Linked DNA regions of Lactuca sativa: region 2 is linked to region 1. Evidence: chromatin contacts called from public Hi-C data. All regions are on one chromosome and are shown on one strand. Each heading gives the region's core, a stretch centred on a gene start, on an enhancer-like site or on the middle of the called end of the contact. The rest is flanking DNA. Distances are from core to core; before and after follow the strand shown. Region 1 holds the start of LOC111900815 (aquaporin TIP2-1). Region 2 holds the start of LOC111900814.

Region 1 (6,943 bases), core at 1,985-4,484:
TCGAAGAAGGGGATGAATATAAACTAAGGAGGTTCATGTTCTTCGATTGTCAAATCTGTTGCAAACTCATAATCGAAGGGAAAAGGAAAAAGCTGTTCATGTTGAGCCTACTGAAGAAGAAAAGAAGAAATTACAAGAACTTGAAATACAGAAAACGAAGAACTTAACAATATAATGAGACTGAGAGCAAATGATCCACTTGGTCTTGAAAATGGGGGGATCCAAGTAAAGTTTGGTGTTATGAAACCATCGAGAGAGTAGTTTATGGCGAAGTTGATACATTTGAAAAACAGTCAAAGAAAAGTTATGCCATCGAAGATTCAGATTTTAATCAGTTGGACTTCCCATTCAATCATACAATGTTCCCATTTGCTCAGTTTAAGCTTGCTGAAAATTATCAAGATTCAGAGGAGTACAAAAGTATGAAGATAAGATTTCATGTAGTTCTCGAATACAAAGAAGAAGAAGTTTGGTCCTTAGTAAAAATCATTAAACTTGTATCAATAACTCCAGATGTCATTTTCGAAGGAGTTGTTCAAAATTATCGATACAAGGTGGTCAGGGCTAATTATACTCTTTATAAGTTCACTATTGTTGACTTTCCACTGATGAACTTGAATGATCTTATTACTGTTACGAAGATTATGGGAGATATGAATAATGATCGAGTTCAAGATAAAGCATCTTACATCATTAGATATAGTCATATCAAAAGCTTCGTATGTTACTATGCTCATTTGTCATTAACAGACTTCGAGTTTCCTACTACCTTTAATAAAAAGCTAAAAGTTCCTATGTCAATTTTTAAAGGTAATCTGAACGCTGATGACTATGAAGATGGTGAAATCCTTATGAAATCAAAGGGTGTAATGTTTCAGGGAAAGAACATGAAAGGAGGCAAAAAGAAATACTTCTTCCATATTGATGATAAATAAATGTATTCTAATCAAAATCTTTCTAGCATTCTTCTCCGCATTAATAAATGTAATAAGAATTCTAATGAAGACAGAGTGGCGATAAAGAAGATTATCGTTTGGAATATGGAAATAAGAAGAGTATTATTGATAGTGATAAAAACGCTACCTACAATTTGAAGATTAAATATTGATCAAAAAGAGGAGGGGGTATTGTAGAGTCGAAGATGTTCTGATATATCAAAGTCTTAAGTAGTAGTCAAAGTGTTGTTTAGAGTGTCTGGATTGAAGGTCTACATGACTTCGATTCTATATGTATTTTATCAGGAATTTATATTGTATCTCTTTCAATGTCGAATTCCTGATATATATATATATATATATATATATATATATATATATATATATATATATATATATATATATATATATATATATATATATATATAGTGTAGGGCTTAAGTCATTTGTAACTTTTGCAACTTTGTGCTTTCACTTTTATTCTCACAAATGTACTCTACGCTCTCCAAATAATATGAGTTGAATCAAGATTATATTTACATCACCGTGTTCATATTGAATCAGATTACATATTCGATTGATTTCATAACACTTCATAAATAGGCCTGCTACTAATCAGACTAGTAAGGTTATTGTTGTTGTTGATACGTGAAACTAGGACCCCATAAAGGATTGTGAAGTTATTTTTGGCACAGACCATTTCAAAAACCACCCCGACTTCCCTAATGGTTGTTGTCGTGATGATTTCCATGGGTGGAAGATTCCACGGTAAGCACAGTAGGAGAGGAAGCGGGTTTGTGAGGTGTTGGTTCATGTTTGGCACATTCTTTGATCGTTAAGAAGAAGCAAAGACATGCCTCTAGAAAAGTCAGGAGAGGGATGTGATATCGGATAAGGCTTGTGATGTACTCATATTTAGAAGAGAGATTGTTGATCATGTAGGTAAAAATAATTTTCTCGGGCACTATGTCATCAACATTGTCGAGAAAGCATGTGATAGATTTGATGCAAGTACAATATGCAGTGAGGCATGAACCATTGATGCTAATGCTTCGAAGTTCCTAGTCAACTTGGTTGATCTTTGTGTCTTTGTTATCATAGAATAATATTTGCAAATTGATCCAAATATGACAGCCATTGTTTTTCATTTGAATAATAAGTTGCGAGAGTGTGCCATCTATTCAAAGCATCACAATGGAATCAGTGTTCTTCCATTTGTGTTCATGGTAGGTGGTATATGGATTGTGGTGTATCACACGATTTGTCCATATGATCAAGAATGTCAAATCCGGTGCAAAGAGCCTCAAAAGCACTCTCCAAACGTCGTAGTTGAGTTGTTCAAGGTATAGTAAAAGATGGACATGGGCTTTAATGTCGGTTATTTTAAAGGGTTTTTCAAAAGTGGGTAAGTCTTTGTCGTTTGTGTTGGCAATTTAGAAAGAAGAGGAGGGAAAAGAGTAGATAAGAGGAAAACATCGGGAGGAGTAAGGTATTACAACAACCAGATTAAGGTTTTAGTGTGTGCTATTTAATATCATGTTAACGAATGATTTTTTCATAAGGATATGTCCATATTATATGATATTTATATCAATATACAAAGAGCTTTTATAATACAAATACGCATAAGGGTGGATGGATGGTCTAACATAATATGTAATTCTATACTAACACATAATTATAACCAAAGAGATTGTATCTTAGCCGTATCTTTTGTTGGTACAAAGTTGTCCTTCGATCAAATGTTTGAAGGTTCAAGTGTCGTTGGTGACAAAGTAGTTTAACAATAATGTATAAGTGTGTGTTTGCCCTTCCGAAAAAATATAATTAAAAAAAGAATTAAGAGCATCCACAATGAGGAGTTTAATTGAAGAGTTGAATGAGGTGTCATGCCTAGTTATCACTTAATGGATACAACTCCATCATTGTGAAATGTCACATTGGCATTCAATGGATCATTGAACTCATCAATGGGAAAAAAGAAAGTCTTTAAATCTTTAAATAAATACTTTTTTAATATGTTTGATTGAACTTCTAGAGTTTAATGTATTGTGGGATAAAAATAAAAAGAATTGTATGGAATAGTGAATGATGATATGACATTCCATTAAACTCTATAGAGTTCAATGTATTGTGACGTAAATTACTATTGTTGATAAAAATTAAAATATTTTGCTATAAATGTTTTTTCAATAAAATATGTTGTTCTTGAAATTAACTAAATAAAATAATACTCTTGTATTTACGTGATCATTATTTGGGAAATTTTAGTATATAAACCCTCTTAGTGTTGTACATAGAGCGCCATATTCAACATCACCCTCTCTTTCTATTTCCATCTCCTTTCCAAATTCAGCTATTCCTTATCCATTAATACAATACTCTACACAAAATGCCTGGAATCGCCATTGGTAGTTTGGGTGACTCCTTCAGTGGCAGCTCTATCAAAGCCTACATTGCAGAGTTCATCTCCACCTTGCTCTTCGTCTTCGCCGGAGTAGGTTCTGCCATCGCTTATGGTAAGTTCAGAACTCCCCATAACCATTACTAACCGATCTATCATGATATATCTCCATAACCCAATTCCTTTTTTTGTTAATTTAATACAGGCAAATTAACAGCAGATGCTGCCCTAGATCCAGCTGGTCTTGTAGCCATCGCTGTTTGCCATGGATTTGCTCTGTTTGTTGCCGTATCAATCGCTGCCAACATCTCCGGCGGCCACGTCAACCCAGCTGTCACCTTCGGTTTGGCCGTCGGCGGCCAGATCACCGTCCTTACCGGCGTGTTTTACTGGATCGCTCAACTTCTTGGCTCCACCGTCGCATGCTTCCTTCTCAGCTTCGTCACCGGAGGCCTGGTAAGCATTGTAGACTTTTCTTTACGATTTGTACTATACGTAAGCAAAATGAGCAGGTGAAACAACTTGGATAATATGAGGAGTATTATTTTTAATTTTTTTTGTTTCTTTTATAAACGATTAATTTATTACTATAATTTTATAACCATTAAAGTAATATTAGAAGACTTTTATATAAAAAGATTTATAAAGTTACAAATACTTATTATGTTAGGTTAAGTGGTTTTTTCAAATAATATTTATGTTTTATATTTTTTTTTTCAGGCTGTTCCTACACACAATGTTGGAAGCTTAGGAGCAATTCAAGGAGTAGTTTTCGAAATTGTTATCACATTTGCGTTGGTGTACACAGTGTACGCCACCGCATGTGACCCAAAGAAGGGGTCAGTTGGCACAATTGCCCCAATGGCAATCGGGTTCATTGTTGGCGCCAACATTTTGGCAGCAGGTCCATTCTCTGGTGGATCAATGAACCCAGCTAGATCTTTTGGACCTGCTGTAGCCAGCTTTGACTTTTCTGGACACTGGGTGTACTGGGTCGGACCCCTCATTGGTGGTGGTTTGGCTGGAGCCATTTACCCAAATGTGTTCATCTCCTCCGATGAACACATTCCCGTCTCCAACGACTATTAGATTTTCATCGTTATCGGTTGATTGTGTTGAATTAAGTTCCAAGGCTTTTTTAATTGTACAAATAAGTAGAAAAGCAATTTGTTTGTTTTTCTTTGTTCTTGTTTATTCATATTTATGAGATGCTCATAAGATTGTGTTTTTTCGTAATTGGGTAATGGAGCAAATGCATGATTGGTTAGTAAAAGGACCCACATGTTGTGTTTAATTTGGCATTATTGGTTTGTAAAAGGACCACGTTATGTGTTTACTTTGGTTTGGTAGGTTTTGGGCCCCTTTGGGTTGTTTTTTTCAATGAGTTAAGCAAAACAGAATATAGTGGGTGGTGGGCCTATTTGATCAATAAATGCATGTCATGTGATTCCAATCCAATGCGGATATGTTCAAACTTCAAAGTTGTAGGATGTAATATACGGGGCTTGAAGTTTAAAGTTGTTATAGATACAAATTTTTGAGAAATGGGTGAATTTATAATTTGGATTTATTGATCAAATCGGTTTTTTTTATTCATGAGGGGGTATTCTTCGTGATGAATGCAATGTTAAACTTTGATTCACCATTTTATGAAATACTATGGTTGTAAAAAAATCATGAAAACTTGATGACATATACATTTTGACAAAGAGTTATATAATTTTATCTTAATATCTTTCTAATTAAGAGCATTAAATTGGATGTGACATGTGCTAGTAGCCTACAGTGTCCTTAATATTTTAACATAGCGTACCCTTTAACATATCCAACCTCACCTAGAGTGTAAGTTGAATAAAAATACTCAATTGATGTAACATGACATATTGACATGGGGTACCACTATCAACAATCCAACTCGATCCATACCAGATTAACAATCCCATAAGCATATATAAAGAATTAAGAATTCTTCATTGGTAGTATTTCAAGCATTGTCGTTAACGCTATTACTTTCTTATGATTGTTCTTATCAGCTTAATTGTATCATGTGAGCCATTCTACCACAATGATAACATTATTAAACATTAGAAATGGAATTACTGAGATGCTTACCTCTAATAATTGATTTTTTTTACTGTTTTTTTATGACCACTAATATGACTGTGAAACGGAACAAAGATTTTCTTTTCATTGCTTAATATAAAATACTATATTTAACCAATTGCTTGACCATAATGCCATATGGTGCAAAATATGACAATAATATGTTAAAAGTTTCCAAGGAAAAAAAAAAACAAGATAAACAATGAGCCATAAACCATGTATAGCGTCTTCAAACTTGATATCTATGCCCACAATCTGATATATGATTCGGTGATATATAGTCAAATTAGGGGATAGGTCCATGTGAAGTCCGCAGGATATATTGATCTTTGAAATAGTTCAACTATATGCATACATATACCAATCACCAATGTAATTAAAATAAAGAAAATACGTTCCATTGGCAGTGATTGTTAAGTTATCTTTAGGTTTATTAATTTTCTAAATGATATTGAAGCAATCTAGATTCTAGGCGATAAACCTGCATAAACACAGGCACAGGAGCGGAGCTACTATGTAGCCCGGGGTAGCCCGGGATACCCCTCCAATTTTCCCGTCAGATGCAAATTTCATGTTTTTTTTTTCCGAAAATTAGTCACAAAACTATTGGAAATCCGTCTCTAATCCGTAACAAATCCATCACAAAGTCTGATAGCTATAAATTTAGTGTAAATTCACTGGTTTAGTGACGACTTTGTGACAGAAACTTCACTCGGTAACAAAAAAAAATTCTAATAGTGCAACCCCTAAAGAATTTGTGCAACCTTTGATTTTACTTTCTGGATCCGCCACTGCACGGGCATGAGACTATTGATCTTACAAATATAAACATATTTTCAGGCCACATAACATATTTTCACCCCAATGAAATATTTAATATCACAAAACATATTTTCAGACCAACAGACATATTTATATATACTAGACAGACAATGACAAAAACATCTTAACTTCCTTTATAAAACTCCAAAAGTTTTGTTGTTTTTTATCTAGAGCTTTTCAAACATATAAGATACATGATTTTTTGACATATTGGTTATTCCAGACTATTCGTTGAAGTTGGTCCAAAAGATATTTTTTCATATCACCGAACATTTTTTTTTTGTATACTGAACAGCGTGTGACAGAAATGTTATGAATCTTTCCACAAAACTCTAAAAGACTTACCGTTTTTATTGGTAACTATACATCCAAATCTTTCAAAAAATATAACATAAATGGTTTTTTGATTCTAGATTATTCTAGACATGTAGTTGAAGTTGGTCTAAAAATATTTTTCAAACCACCGTACATTTTTTATACAACTGATATATCCTGTGGATAACATGGTAACTCCCTCTAAAAAGCTCCAAAACATTTTCCTTCTTTTAATTAGAAAATACACATCCATAGCTTTCCATACATATAAAATACACGAGTTTTGGACATTTGGATCGTTTCAGACTTTCCATTAAAGTTGGTAGAAAAAAATATTTTTTCAGACCAGCGAATATGATTTTGA
Region 2 (6,943 bases), core at 2,403-4,902, 210 kb before region 1:
TTCCCAGAATTGTTTTCGTTTTCTTCTTTGTCTAGCTTCATCACTATCTTTGAAGCAGCTATGTCCACCTCCTGAAGAGTAAAGGGTATTATTGGTAATTGACACAGCAAGGAAGGAGGCGTTTGATATTTGGTTTAATTGTAGGATTTTGCTGTGTTTGATGATTTAGTTTTGGTTATGGAATTAGAATTTGAAATTCTTGAATTGATTTTGGTTATATTGGAGTTTTTTAATGTGTTTTTGAATTTTATGTAATTGATATTGGTTTTATTTGATTTTAAAATGTCGGGTTAAATATGCCACCTTTTGGAAAACTATCACAAAATATTATCTATTTTGTACGATGTGTTTTGCAAAATTACTTAGGTGTTGTTTGTTTTTTATCTGCAGATCTTCTTAGCCTCTTCTGACTGCGTCGCGCAGACCACGCACAGATATTAGGCTTCACAGACTATTTGTTTTTTTGAAGACTGCAAATCAAAAATGATTTGAGCGTCCTCTTCTTGGCGCAGATGTGAACCAGAGTCTTGAAATCTCTTCAGACATCTTCTAACCTCAAAAACATATACTTTTTTTTTTTTTTTTTTTTATAAACTTAGATTTATTCCAACTTTATCTATGATAAATAAATTGGAGAAAAGGTTACAATACTTAGAGAAAAAAAAGGTTCAATAACACAATCATGACCTTTATGACAAATTTATACCTAAATATTTAATTACAATAATAATTTGTGGAGTTGTTTATATAGATATGCAAAAAGAAATCATAATATTGTCTTATATTTTTTTGTGCCAAATTTTATAAAACATTATTTAATGCAACATCGTTCATTTATTGGGAAAAATATTTATAGTCAGTTTTTAATTGATTTAATTGAAAAAGTAAAATAAAAACTTTGAAAATTTTCATTTAAAATCGAAGTTTATTTCCATTCATGTTACGTGTTAAATTGTTTTATCACTAATTACAATGTTTAGGTATAATTTTACGACCAAAGTATGTTGGTTTTTATCAAATATATACGATAATTCTTACCATTTTATTTTCACTTTATACAATATTGCATAAAAGTTAATCTATATCTGTTAATTAATAAAGTCATAATATTATAAAAAAAAAAGTCTTTTAAGTTTTTTTTTAAAAATCAGTTTAATTAGATTTTAATTTATTCTAACACCCTGCAAATGTTAAAAAACAAATTGTCTTCTTCTTTAGTCCACCACTTCTACTGCAGAGGTTTGCAGATATGATCCACAGACTACAGACATTTTGACTCACAAAAAACAAACAACACCTTAATGAATGACTCCAACTACAAAAAAGTGTTATTTGAAATTTATTTCGGAAAATAAATATGCAACATATGAATAATTTTAAAAAAATATGAAAGGTTTTGCCTGTTTTTAGGGTTTTATGCAGAAATGTGCCATTATTTTGGGGAATTTTTGATAAGTCCAAAAAAATTAAACAGAAAAGTCTTGATTATTTAATTTTACACGATAATCTATCATTTCATGTTAAAATAAAAATAAAGACTTTTTTGTTAGTTTGGGCAAAATATGAAATTTTCGAGACTTTTTTGTTCAATTTTTTTAAGACTTTATCCAAAAAATTCCTAAAATAATGGGACTTTTTCTGCATAAAACCCTATTTTTATATGGAATTATTCATATTTTGCGAAATATTGATTCATATTCTGTAAAAATCTTCATATTTCACAAAATAATATGTTTTGAAAATGGTCAAAAAAAGTAATTTTTTTTTGGTTTTATTTTTTTTGGTTTTTAGAAACACCAAATTTTTAGGTTATGTTTGGTTTCCATTTATAAAGATACCAAACCAAAACGACATCGTTTTATGTATAAGTATAATTGATTAACGATGTTAAAAATTAAAATAGTAAAACGCATTTAAGGTTTCCATTAAAAATTGAAATAGGGAACATATATTGTATTATTTTTTAGTAATTTACATATATTTTGTTAAATTCTATCAATATGGTTGATGAAAAAAAGACAATGAGTTATAATAAAATACCAAAAACACAGACAAAAAAACAAAAAGAAAACTTCGAACATAATCAATTTTCTTAAAGACAGAAAACGAGTTTGTTGGTTTGGCTTCGGGTTTATGTAATTTATATTGATTTATCTGGTTCATTCTTTTATAATGAAGTTATGGTTAAGGGTATTTGTGTAATTTTAACAAGTGAGGAATGTTGAAATCCATAAAATTAAGTTCCATACATTTTGGTAACCAAACACCACAATTGATCAAACTGAATATAGCTAACCTTGTATATAAAACTGATCACATATCTGTCTCAAGGAATAATGATCTCCTGTTCCAGTATCATAGTTGTCTTCAAATACAAGATGAGAGAAGCCAGCTTTAAGTGCTTGCTTTAATCTGTATCAAAGAAACAAACACACATTCATGATTCATGATTTATGCCCCAATAGAATGGCAAAGGTATGCAAAGTGATTACCTTTTCAACTCATTTTGATGATCATCAAAGAATATAAGAACCCGACTTGAATCATTGACGCCATGTTTCTTCATCACTTTTGACCAATTAACATTCCCAAAGTCAACAAAATCCTTTCCAGCAAAATATGTGCAGTTTTGATCGACATATGCAGGGCCTTTCAAAAGGTATTTTGCAGGATGACGAGGTGTAAGTGAGATAATTGGGGTGGCTGGCATGGCTTGTCTTAATATCCAGGTTGAATGTCCCTTGAAAGCTCCACTTTCAATCATTAGTTCTGGTTTCAGCCATCGTGTGATAAACCAGAGCCCGAAGCTGTGATCAAAACCCATTCCGTACATGTTGTTCTTGATGGGTCGTGTCTCGTATATTGGTACAAACTCTTCCAAACCTTGAAGCAGATCCTTCGATGTCCATTCAATGGTTTTGCCATGTTTCGATCTGCCTTTTATAAAGGAAATGAGATTAGAAGCTAAATGTGGTTGTTCTTAGGCTTGTTTCTGTCAATTCGAACATCAAATCACAAGTCTAGCAGAGTATACAGACATTCGATTCTCAGTTTACAATCTAGATGAACGTTAAACTAGATCAAGCAACATAGATATGAACGAGCATTATGACATTGATGCAGATCTGGTGAAATCAAATCGAAAAAACCCCAACATTAACAAATCACACACACGTACACACACCTAGTGAATGAGTGATGAGAGCTTACACCATGGGACGCCTAGGGATCCAAAGTCTGATTCGAGTCCATCCAATCCGAAGAATCGGGTACGAGAGAGTCGATCAAAGGAAGAAATGGAAGAAACGCAAATCAAATTGCGGGAACGAATGAAGAAAGAGTAGATTACGAAGATGACAATGGCAAGAAAGAGTATCGGCCAGAGATAACCGGTTCGGGTCAAATAGTTGGTGACCCGCGTAGCGATTGAAAGCTGCTTTCTGGTCTTGGATCCATCTTCTTGGTGTTCGTCTCCTTCGTCACCGAATTGAGCAGTCCTTCGCATAGAAAGAGCGTTTAACATCTCTCTCTCTCCAAATCGATCAACTCCGCTGGAAGTGTACTTATTTTGGCATCTGGATCCCTGAAAAGGCGTTATTGGGTCGATCTAGGTTAGGTTCAAAAGCGTCAGGGATAATAACTTTTGGTGTACTATTCTTCCCTGCCAGAAAGTTTATTTAGTCTATTTTTAAAAATTAATAATCGTCTCTCTCTTTGTTTTTCCTTACACATTTAGTCTCTATTGACATGAAATGACTTTTTTACCCTTAATAATTTTTTTTTTTCATTTTATTTTGTTTATTTGTCATTTTTAAATTAAAAAAAAAATCCCTACCCATTTATTTCCATTTCCCCTTCTCAAGATTTTCCATAAACCACCACATATAACCGCCAGCACCTCCGGCAGTATGCAAATCCTACTTGTTTCACACCTGGAACTATTACCAATAATTCAAACAGTTCTCCCCTACTTGGAATCAGCTGCGCTCTACCAACCTTGCTAATGACAAAGAATGTTAAACCCTTCACCAGAATGGACAGATCACCAATCCAACAACCCACTTGCTGGAAGATCGAGGCACTCCGAACATCTCCAACATATACAATTTATATTCTTCTAACAATCTCATCATCTAAATAAACCCATATAGTCAATTCATCATCCATACTTCTAGAGTGATGGCTCACTACTACTCGCCTCTTCAAGAAATAGGGATCATATTGAAAGCCTATCAACAATCAACTGACATCCATCAAGTGCGATACAAGCACTTCAGAACTCTGACTTCATTGTCACAGAAGGGGACAACCAGCTTCCATGAGATATTTTCCTTAAATATTCTGATGCGAGGACCACCCTCACAATCCTAAAAACATCAACCATGCAACAACTCCCTTTCACCCCACAACTATCTTAAATTCTAATAATCAAACTAACTTGCACTACAACTCCCTTTGACCCATTGTGTTAAACTAATACGTCGATCCGACTACTGATCCTCTGTGCATGACCTGTAGCTCGCTCCCACTAAGGTCCATACTAAAATGGATGAAAACCTAAATCTAACTCAACAAGATGTGCTCCACCCATGACTCTCGGTATGAAAATACATGACATAAGATGATCCCTTGATAATAAGAATGACAAGGAAAATTTAAAGAACAATGATCCATAGGTAGAGACTTGTCTAAACTGGACATAATGTTTCATATATATATATATATATATATATGGTGGTTGTCGAGGCCAACAAAATAAATACCCAAAATGTTACACACTAAAATAGTGTATAGTGGTAAAGGGATCGTATCCACGGAGATTGGTTCAATTTAAATCTCTATGTAAATCACTTGTTCAAGTACTTATAAAACAAAAGTAAAAGTAAAATGGGGGGTTTTGGTATTTTGAAATACTTGAAATAAACTAGAATTAAACTAGGATTTAAATAGACAATTTCAACAAAAACAAGGTTATGATGTAAAATCAATAAGAGAAAGATGGTTGACTTAAGGTTTCCTTACTTTGACTTTTGATGAACATATCATTAGAATCCAATGGTGCAATAGTTGTTTTAAATTCTTAATTTGGCTATAATAATCCAAGAAGCTTGAGATTACCTAGACTTTTCTTAATTATTAAAATGGTTAGAGAAGTTCATAACAATTTCCTTAGTCAAAGTCAACTAGCATTAAGAACCAAAAAGTCACCAAATCCAAGAGCAGTCAAATGCTTTCATTACCATGTTGGAGAAAATGTTTTTATGATTGTGTGAAGCAAAACTAACACGAAAATCATTTGTTGCTTTCTAATTTGAGGATCATTTACTTAATCAAGAAATTAGCCAACTAATCACCACAAACACATTTAAACTAATGAATAAAAACATATAAGTAATGATAATATGTTTAAACATAAAACATTCCAATAAAAATTCAAGAACAAGTTTATGGAGTCTTCAACATTCAACAACTAGTCAAAGGATTTCACCAAAGTCAACCAAATTTGGTTTAGCCTAACATGGCTAAACATAAGAAAACAAAGTTAGAAGAGATTGTACCAAACATTCAACAAGATTAAGAGCAAAAATGATGAAGTTCTTGAGGGTTCTTGTCCTTCAAAGTGCTCCAAAATCTCCAGAGGACTGGTTAGTTTTTGGATGTGCAAGAGTTACCTAAAGTGGCACACCAACCTTCCCAATATAAAGCTTCAAATGAAATTCTGAAAATGCCCCAGTAGGAACCCACACGAGCCGCGTGGGTATCTTACGCGGGCCGCGTAAAAGTGACAGAAATTGGGCTTCTTCAATTGTTGGGGCTGCACAGCTAAGTCCATTGGCCCAGTTCGAGTCTAACCAACTTCTAGCCCATTTTCTACAAGATTTCTTCCTTTTAAGCCCAATTATCCTTTTCTAAACAATCTATAGCTTCCACAATCGCCCGATCATCAATCTCCACACACTCGAAAATTCTCCCACATCTTGCAAATTTAAAGTTTAATTCTTCCAAGCCTTCAAGTAATTGACAAGCCCATTCTACGCATCATCTCCATAGCCATCAAGCCCAAAATCCTCGTTGTCCTCCAAGTCCAATTGCTTCCCAAAGATCCCACTCCACTAGTTTCCTTAAAATCTGCAATTATACTCACGAAACTAGAAAGTACCTGAAAGTGGTCATAAAATAACAAAAAGGAAAATATGCACGAAAATTAACTAAAATGTAAATGAAATATTGTAAAATAAACTATAAAAAGAAGTAAATAAAATGAAACTATCAATATATATATATATATATGTGTGTGTGTGTGTGTGTGTGTGTGTGTGTAGTTGCATGAAGAGTTTCGTAAAGCATTTGTCAAGCCACCCATGATGATTGTAACAGATTAGGATTCATCAATGAAGAAAGTTGTTAAAGTTTTTTTTACTGAATCCAAGTATAGACTATGCATGTGGCACATCACTCAAAAACTTGAGGAAAAGGTATATTCTTGTTCATTATTCTATTTTTATTTATAAAAAAATATGTAAATTTTTGTCTATCTATCTGAGTTTTTATTTTATACAAAATTTTCTTGTTAATTGTGTTTTTTTTTTGAAAATTTTCTTGTTAATTTATGTTTATTTGTGTACATGATTCACATTTTTAAGTTATTTGAAGTTTTATATATGTGTTTATGTGTTTCTTTGTTTCTTGATTCCTATATATGTTTATAACCTTCTAGATCATAAAGCACAATGTGAATTTGCATATGATGAAAGAAACAAATTCAAATCATAAAGCACACTGTGAAATTACAATGTGAATCAATGTTATGTTACTATAGACTACATCAAATATTCATCATGTTAATTTCAGTAAGTGTGTAGTATATTATAATATAAATTATTTTTTCTTTAATTTCAATGTGAATGTTCTAAGCTGTTGTTTTATCTTGCACAGCTTCACT

What was found. A called contact is a pair of places that touch in the nucleus more often than the background predicts.
Region 2: a Hi-C map of leaf shows a contact between it and region 1, with 8 times the contacts expected there. The contact joins the promoter of LOC111900814 here to the promoter of LOC111900815 in region 1. A contact is called at or near these places in 2 of 4 Hi-C or Micro-C datasets (both in leaf).

The regions. Positions count from the first base shown.
Region 1 is chr4:182,906,734-182,913,676 of Lsat_Salinas_v11, reverse strand. It overlaps LOC111900815 (aquaporin TIP2-1), which reads left to right and starts at 3,234. Exons shown (of 3, transcript XM_023896704.3): 1 at 3,234-3,454; 2 at 3,545-3,795; 3 at 4,060-4,612. The coding sequence starts at 3,328. The coding sequence ends at 4,428.
Region 2 is chr4:183,118,375-183,125,317 of Lsat_Salinas_v11, reverse strand. LOC111900814 reads right to left here and starts at 3,652. Exons shown (of 4, transcript XM_023896702.3): 1 at 3,211-3,652; 2 at 2,493-2,933; 3 at 2,297-2,412; 4 at 1-71. The coding sequence starts at 3,215.